Linked DNA regions of Mustela erminea: region 1 is linked to region 2. Evidence: chromatin contacts called from public Hi-C data. All regions are on one chromosome and are shown on one strand. The core of a region is the stretch at or near the end of the contact, and the rest is flanking DNA. Distances in the headings are between cores, read along the strand shown.

The links. Hi-C and Micro-C count contacts between places; a contact is called where the count stands out from the background.
Region 1: a contact with region 2 is called in a Hi-C map of skeletal muscle, with 9 times the contacts expected there. The contact joins the promoter of GPR108 here to the enhancer-like site in region 2. A contact is called at or near these places in 2 of 3 Hi-C or Micro-C datasets (skeletal muscle and spleen).

Annotation. Positions count from the first base shown.
Region 1 is chr1:4,731,739-4,734,824 of mMusErm1.Pri, forward strand. GPR108 (protein GPR108) reads right to left here and starts at 1,409. Exons shown (of 18, transcript XM_032308340.1): 1 at 1,234-1,409; 2 at 517-636. The coding sequence starts at 1,353.
Region 2 is chr1:4,596,133-4,599,520 of mMusErm1.Pri, forward strand. No RefSeq gene overlaps it. Among named protein-coding and RNA genes, the nearest start is that of TNFSF9, 6.2 kb to the right of the region's middle. Within about 2 kb of position 1,654, the one cell type or tissue checked has open chromatin away from gene starts, as enhancers often do.

The DNA.
Region 1 (3,086 bases), core at 159-2,658, 140 kb after region 2:
CCCCTGCCTACCCTGTTTTCACGCAGTTAAAATGTTGATGGAATAAACAAATAAACAGATAAAAATGTGGATGGCTTTCCTGCCTGGAGCTGTGGAATCAAGCACACGTGGACTTGCTTGCATCCGGGCACTGTCACTTTGAGCAAGCCACATACCTCTAGGCTTAACGTTTTCACAGCATCCCTGAGAGGCGGCTGCGAGAGAACAGACCCATGGAAACTGCTCCGCCCGGTACCTGGTACTCAGTGGCATTAAAGAAATGCTACTACTCATTCTGACTGCAGGAGCTGGGGCTGTCTTGGGCTTTGGTGTGCCCTCCTCCACCAACCGCAGCACACACTGCCCGCGGTTTTATTATTCCCACGTTACAGATGAGGGAACGGAGGTTCCGAGAGACCAGAGCCCTTGTCCAAGAGCCCATGGGTGAGAGGCGGAGCTACGAACTGGGGGCTGCAGGTGCGGGTGGGAAACGTGCGCCCCTCGCCCTCCTCCAGCAAACTCCTCAAAGCCCCTCACCAGCGGGTCCTTCTCTTCTGTCTCCTGGAGGCCCAGCCGCAAGAGGCTCAGGTCCACCTCCAGGGAGCCATTGGCGTAGAAGCCGAAGCTGTTCAGCGGGATGTCTGCTCGCTTCTCCCCCTGCCGGACACCAAGGAGGCACAGGCAGCTCAGACTCCTTCCCACCAACCCAGCCCCACGGCTCTGGCGCGAGAGAGGAACGGGGTAGCCCCAGCTCCTCCAGCCGCTGTTCCGAGTCCAGGAAGAGAAAGCCGGGGGCACCTGGAGGTCTCCGCACGGGAGGGGGGGAGGGGAGCACCCCCACCCCCCCACCCCGCCACGAGAGCAAGGTTATTCATCTTGGGGTTAGGAGCCCCGACAGTTCGTAGATTCCAAGAACCCAGTGAGTGCCCGGAGGAACCCATTGTAGAAATCCCAGCGCCCCCAGAGCGATCCCAAGAATTTAGGAGACTAACGGGGGCGAGGGGTTGTCCCAGGAGGTGAAGTCCCACCCTCAGTGGGCCGGGCACAACCCGAGCGTGGTCGGCCAGGCAACTCCACGCGAGGACTAAGGGGGACTCCTCGGACGAGACCACTCGGGGCCGGGAAGCGGGGGGCGGCGGGCCGCTCCATCGCGCGTAAGCAGAGGGGGAGGTAGGACGAGACCACTCCAAACCAGGGGCTTCTTAGGAGCAAAACTGCGCCCCCCGCCCCAGTCCGCCGCGCGGCGGGACTCACCGTCAGCGCCAGCCGGTGGATGCGCCCAGAGCAGCCGCCCAAGAGCAAGAGCAGCAGTAGCGGCTGCCCCCACTCCGCGGGGCTCCGGCGGGCGAGACCCCTCCTCTCGCTCACTGCCATCTCTGGAGCCACCACCTCCCCTGACACCGCCTCTGACGCACCCACCCTCCGAAAGGTGAGCCAATCGCCGCACGATGGGGGCCGACCCTCTAACATGTCAGGCCCTCCCAGCCAGTCAGCGACCGTTTCCTCGAAAGTCTGCACCACCCCCCGTACGACACCAAATGGACGTCACCAGCTCCGAATAGGCTGCGGATACCGCTTAATCCCGCCTCCGCTATCACCAATCACTAGAAAGGTTGTGCTAATGTAATTTGACAAACAGTCCAACTAACCAATTCTAATGGATCTGATATCCCGCCCTTGAAGCGGAATTCCTTCACCCACAGATCCTTCACCCACGCCCAACTGAAGATCGGTCCAGGACTACATTACCCAGAATGCAGTGAGACCAGAGAGGGCTACTGGGCATTCAATAAACTACATTTCCCAATATCCCCAAGGACGGACTTCCTCTTTTCACTCTGGGGATGTGGCTCCCAGCCAGAGCCCAGGCTTTTGGTAAACACGCACGTCTGCTGAGGCCTGTCCGGTTCTAATCTTCCTGATCCACGAAAGGCCGAAACCTAGCCCCAGGCTAAATCTTGACCCCAGGATGACCTATGACCTCGGGCTGAATTCCAGCGTTAGGCGGAGCCTCTATCCTAGAGTGAGGCAAAGGAGTAGCCCATCCATAGATCCCACGCCGGACTCGTTGATTGGCTGAACACCTACCCCAGGCTGAGTCCTTACCTGCCGCTGAGCCCCGACGTCGGCCTGAAAACCAGACTTCCCCACTCCCTTCTGACCTTCGACCTACACCGAGCCTGGGCCTTAGTCTCTGGTTGAGCCCCCAACCTGGACTACGCCGTGATCCCAGACTAGGCCTGACCTCTGGACCCTAGTTTGAATCCCAGTGGGTTGCTGACCCCTCCGCTAAACTGACCCCAGTCTGAGATCCCATCCCAAATGCGGTGTCGACCTGGAACGAATCCCAATTCCAGTTTGAGTTTGAGACTCTAATACCAGGCTAAGCCACTGAGATCAGAACCCATGCTGAGCCCCTGACACGCCTGGTCCCCCAAATCCTGGAGCACAGCAACTTGAGGTTTTCTAGCCCAGAAGCCACCAGCAGGTGGGGCCAGGTCCCAACAGAGCCATCTGTCCCAGTGTAGGTGTCTCACTGTGGGCTCCTGGGGCTAGCCTCCTGGGCTCCCTGGTGTGTGTACTGGTATGGGTACTGGGAGCCAGGAGGCTTAGAGTCTCACTTGTGCCTGGGGGCGTCTGTTACCTCGGTAGACACAAGTAGCAAAGGCAGGAGCAGAGAGGATGAGGTGGGCGCTGCAGGGCTCTCTCCCCTTTCATCTCAGTGCCTTAAAGAGATTAATGAGGTGTGAACAGACTTTTATGAGCGAGGTGACAGACTTCCGAGCCCCAGGGCCTGAGTGTCTGGAGGGAGAGGTGGAGTCGGAACTAGGGTCTGTACAGTGAAACCTGATTGGATCTAAATGGATGCGACTGGAAAATGGGCAGGTGGAAGCGCGAACTGGATGAGGGCCGAGGAAAGACCTGGGCCCGGTGCCCCAAGGACGGTCTGTCCTCAGTTTCCCGGCGCAGACTTCGGGAGGTGGGGGAAGGCAGGATGCGGCGGGGGTGCTAATGGACCAGGCCTTGGCAGAGGCGCGTTCTGGGCAGGATCGAAGTCCTCCCATCCGCCCTGTGGCCGGAGGGAACCAGCCCATTAGTAGGCCCAG
Region 2 (3,388 bases), core at 404-2,903:
AAGCACAACACAGACCAACCTCAGACACACAGGGAGACCCAGAGCCTCACATACAACAGACACACAAACACACACGGACATACACAATACAGACACCCCCTCCAGACACACAGACAGACTCAGAGATACCACTCAAAGGAACATACAGCGAACAAAATCATATGAAAGACTGAAAAAAAAATGGTTGAAGGGAGAAAATAAAATCAAATGCAAGACAGACGAAAAGGAAAAAGACGCACAGCCAAATGCTCTTCTGGGAACACAGACCCAGGAAGACAGGAAAACTCCCAAAGTCACACTTGTGGAGAGACCCTTTCTTCCCGATTCACACAGACTCACACTGACCCAGATATCCCGGAAATACACAGATGAGCCCAGGGACGTGAAGTCACGTGACACGTGTGTGCGTGTGCATGTGTGTGTGATTGTGTACACACACACACATATATGCGTGCAGCCAGCCCCCAATCTAGAGACCCTTGCATAAAAACAGGCAGAGAGAACCCCCTCTACAGATTTTTGGCTGTTGGCACTGGGGACCCTTAAGGCTGGTGGAGAGGGGCTCACCCAGCAGCAGACACAACATTCCAAAGCCACCAACAACATGGCGGTCCAGGTGTGCGGCCCAGGTAGGGCAGGAGTGTCCTGAGCAGGTCCCCAGGCCACAGGCCCTGGCCCCCGGATCACCGGCTGGGGCAAGGCCAGGATTGCATGTGGTGAATTTATCGACTGTGGGGACGACAGGGTGGGCACACCCACCCGGCCTGGGGTTAGAGTTCGTGAGCTGGATGGCGCCTGGGCAGTGAAGACCACTGTGGGCAGGGCAGTTAGACTAGGGATGGGGATGGTAAAGGCTTAGCCCGCGCAGGAGGCCCAGGGTTCTGAAAGTGGAACCCGGGAAATGCAAGAGGATTTTTAGGTAGGAAATAGAAGGGCGGAGCCTGGGAAGAAGGTGGTGCTGGAGCGAGAGGTAGAAAAGTAGGCGGGGCAGCAGAGTGGGCAGGGCTTACTTGGGAGGCTGAGGGGGGAGGGGAACGCGCCGAAGTTAAAAGAGAAAGGAAAGTGGGCGGAACTGAGGGTGGGCAGGACCTGGGAGTCTCAGAGCCGGGCTAGTGGGCGGGGTCTGAGGATGACGGCGAAGTGGGCGGGATTGGAAGGCTGATGGGGGGACGGGGCCCAAGCTAGAGGATTACAGAGAAATGGGCGGGATTGGGAGGCTGATGACTGGAGAAGTAGGCGGAGCCTAGGGAGATGACAGGGTAGTGGGCGGGTCTTGGTGAGTGGGCAAGGCCCGAAAGGGGGATGTCTGGGAAGTAGGCGGGACTGGGAGAAGGGGCAAGGTCTGGAAGGGGGCCGGGTGGGCGGAGCCTAGGGAGATAACGGAGCAGTAGGCGGGACTTGGGGAGGGGGCGAGGCCTGGAAGGGGATGGCTGGGGAAATGGGCGGGACTTGGGGAGGGGGCAGAGCCTGGAAGGGTGACGGGGGGAGTGGGCGGAGCCTGGGGGGGCAATGAGGTGGGGGTGGGCGGGGCTGGGGAATGAGTGGGCGGGGCTGGGGAAACGAGTGGGCGGGCTGGGGAATGGGCAGGGCTTGTGAGAAGGGTCGGACCTGGAAGGGGCGGGCTCACCCTTCTTAGGGTCAAAGTTACATTGGAGTTGGTCGGTTTTCCTCCTGCGCCGGCAGTCTCCGCCCCGGGCATTCCAGAACTTGGGTGATTGCGTGGTGGTCACTTTCTGGCTGAGAGCCGTCCGGGGCGGACCGGCACCCCTTCCTGTGCGCCGACGGGTCGCCCGGTCCGGGCGGGCGCCCTCACCGCGTCACTTTGGCCAATGGGAGTCCGCCTCCGGCTCCCTCGGTCTTCCTCAGGACCGCGAGCAGCACCCCGCGGGGGCGCGGAGCAGGCTGCGTGGAGGGGGCGGGCGAGGGTCTTCCGTCCCACTCCGGCTTCCCGACTCTGTTCGCGTGTTGAAGGTCGGCCTGGTAAGGCTCCGGCCGCCCGCCTCCCTGCTCCCGGGTCGCCACGCTCTTTCCTCACCGTCCTTTGCATGTGATGCCAAAGACCTAGAAGCTTTTAGTCTTTTAGTCTAGACGCCCCCACGATTTCCCCCACGGTCCCCGGGCCTTGCAGCCCGGGTTTGAGGCGCCTAGTCCAGCAGGGGTCGCCCGCGGCTTACACTGGGTGCCGCTGCCAAGACAAGAGACCTAGAGGTTCCTCGAGAAAGTGGAGCCTGGTCCACTAGGGGGTGGTGGATCTTGGACGGTTTGAAGGATGGGGCCTGGGTTCCTTTGGTTGTGTTCCCTTGTACTTTGTGCCTTTGTTTCGAGTGTCTTGCCTGTCTCTCTGGGTCAGCTTGTGTCACTGTGTGACTTGCATGCCTTGGGTGGCCTCTGGGTGTCTGATATTGTGAGTCTCTGATTGCGTATCCCGAAGAGTTTGAGTCTCTTGGAGGCTGTTTTGGGTGAGTGGATAGGTGTGCCCACGGCCACGGGCGTGTCCTTGTGTGTGCCTGGGGCTAGCTTTAGTGGCTGCCCTGGTGTATGTATGATTATGTGTTCAGGTATGTGTCTCAGTGTGTGTGTGAGTGTGTGTGTGTGCGTGAGAGAGAGTGTGTGAGTGTCTATACGGTGTGTCTGAGTGTGTCTTGATTTGTGTCTTGGTTTGTATGATAGTGTATGACAGGAATGGGGGCACCTATGGTACCCCTATGTGTCTGCCTTGTGACTGCCTTCCTGGGTGAGCTGGAGAGTCCCTCCAGGTTGTGGCTTTGCTGGGACTTCCTTCCTGGGGTGGGAGGTCTCCCTTCCCAGCACAGTCATCTGGCTTCTCATGCCAGTCTCTTCTGAGGGGTCGTAGGGGCTGGCCCTGGTCTGCCGGGGTCTTCCCCATCCCTGTGCTCTTCTACTGCTCTCAGCAGGGAAACACCATTTCCTGCCTTTGATGTCACTAGTGCTAAATTTTCCCTTCTTCAGCTCAGGCTACTGGTTTCTTTCTACGTGTGTGCACACCTGACCACAATTCCGTACTTAACATCAAAAAACCAAAACAAAGCAAAACAGTAGCACATGGAAAATGCAAGCGGGCAAAAGTACATACAGTGAAAGAGCCACATTGCTCACCCCCAAATCCTGTGTGTGTCTGTGTTTTTTTTTTTTTTTTTTTCTATACCTTCTAGAAATCTGCTGTGGCAATTACATCTCCACTCTAACACAAAACAGCATTCTTGGTACATAGCATCCTGCAGCGTACTTAACCCTTAGTTAGAGATCTTTATCGAGCCCCAAGGAGATGACTCAACCCTCTCCATGGCTTGATTACCAGACTTGTTCTGGCCATTTATTTATTTATTTTTATTTGTTATTTTTAAAAAGATTTTATTTATTTATTTGA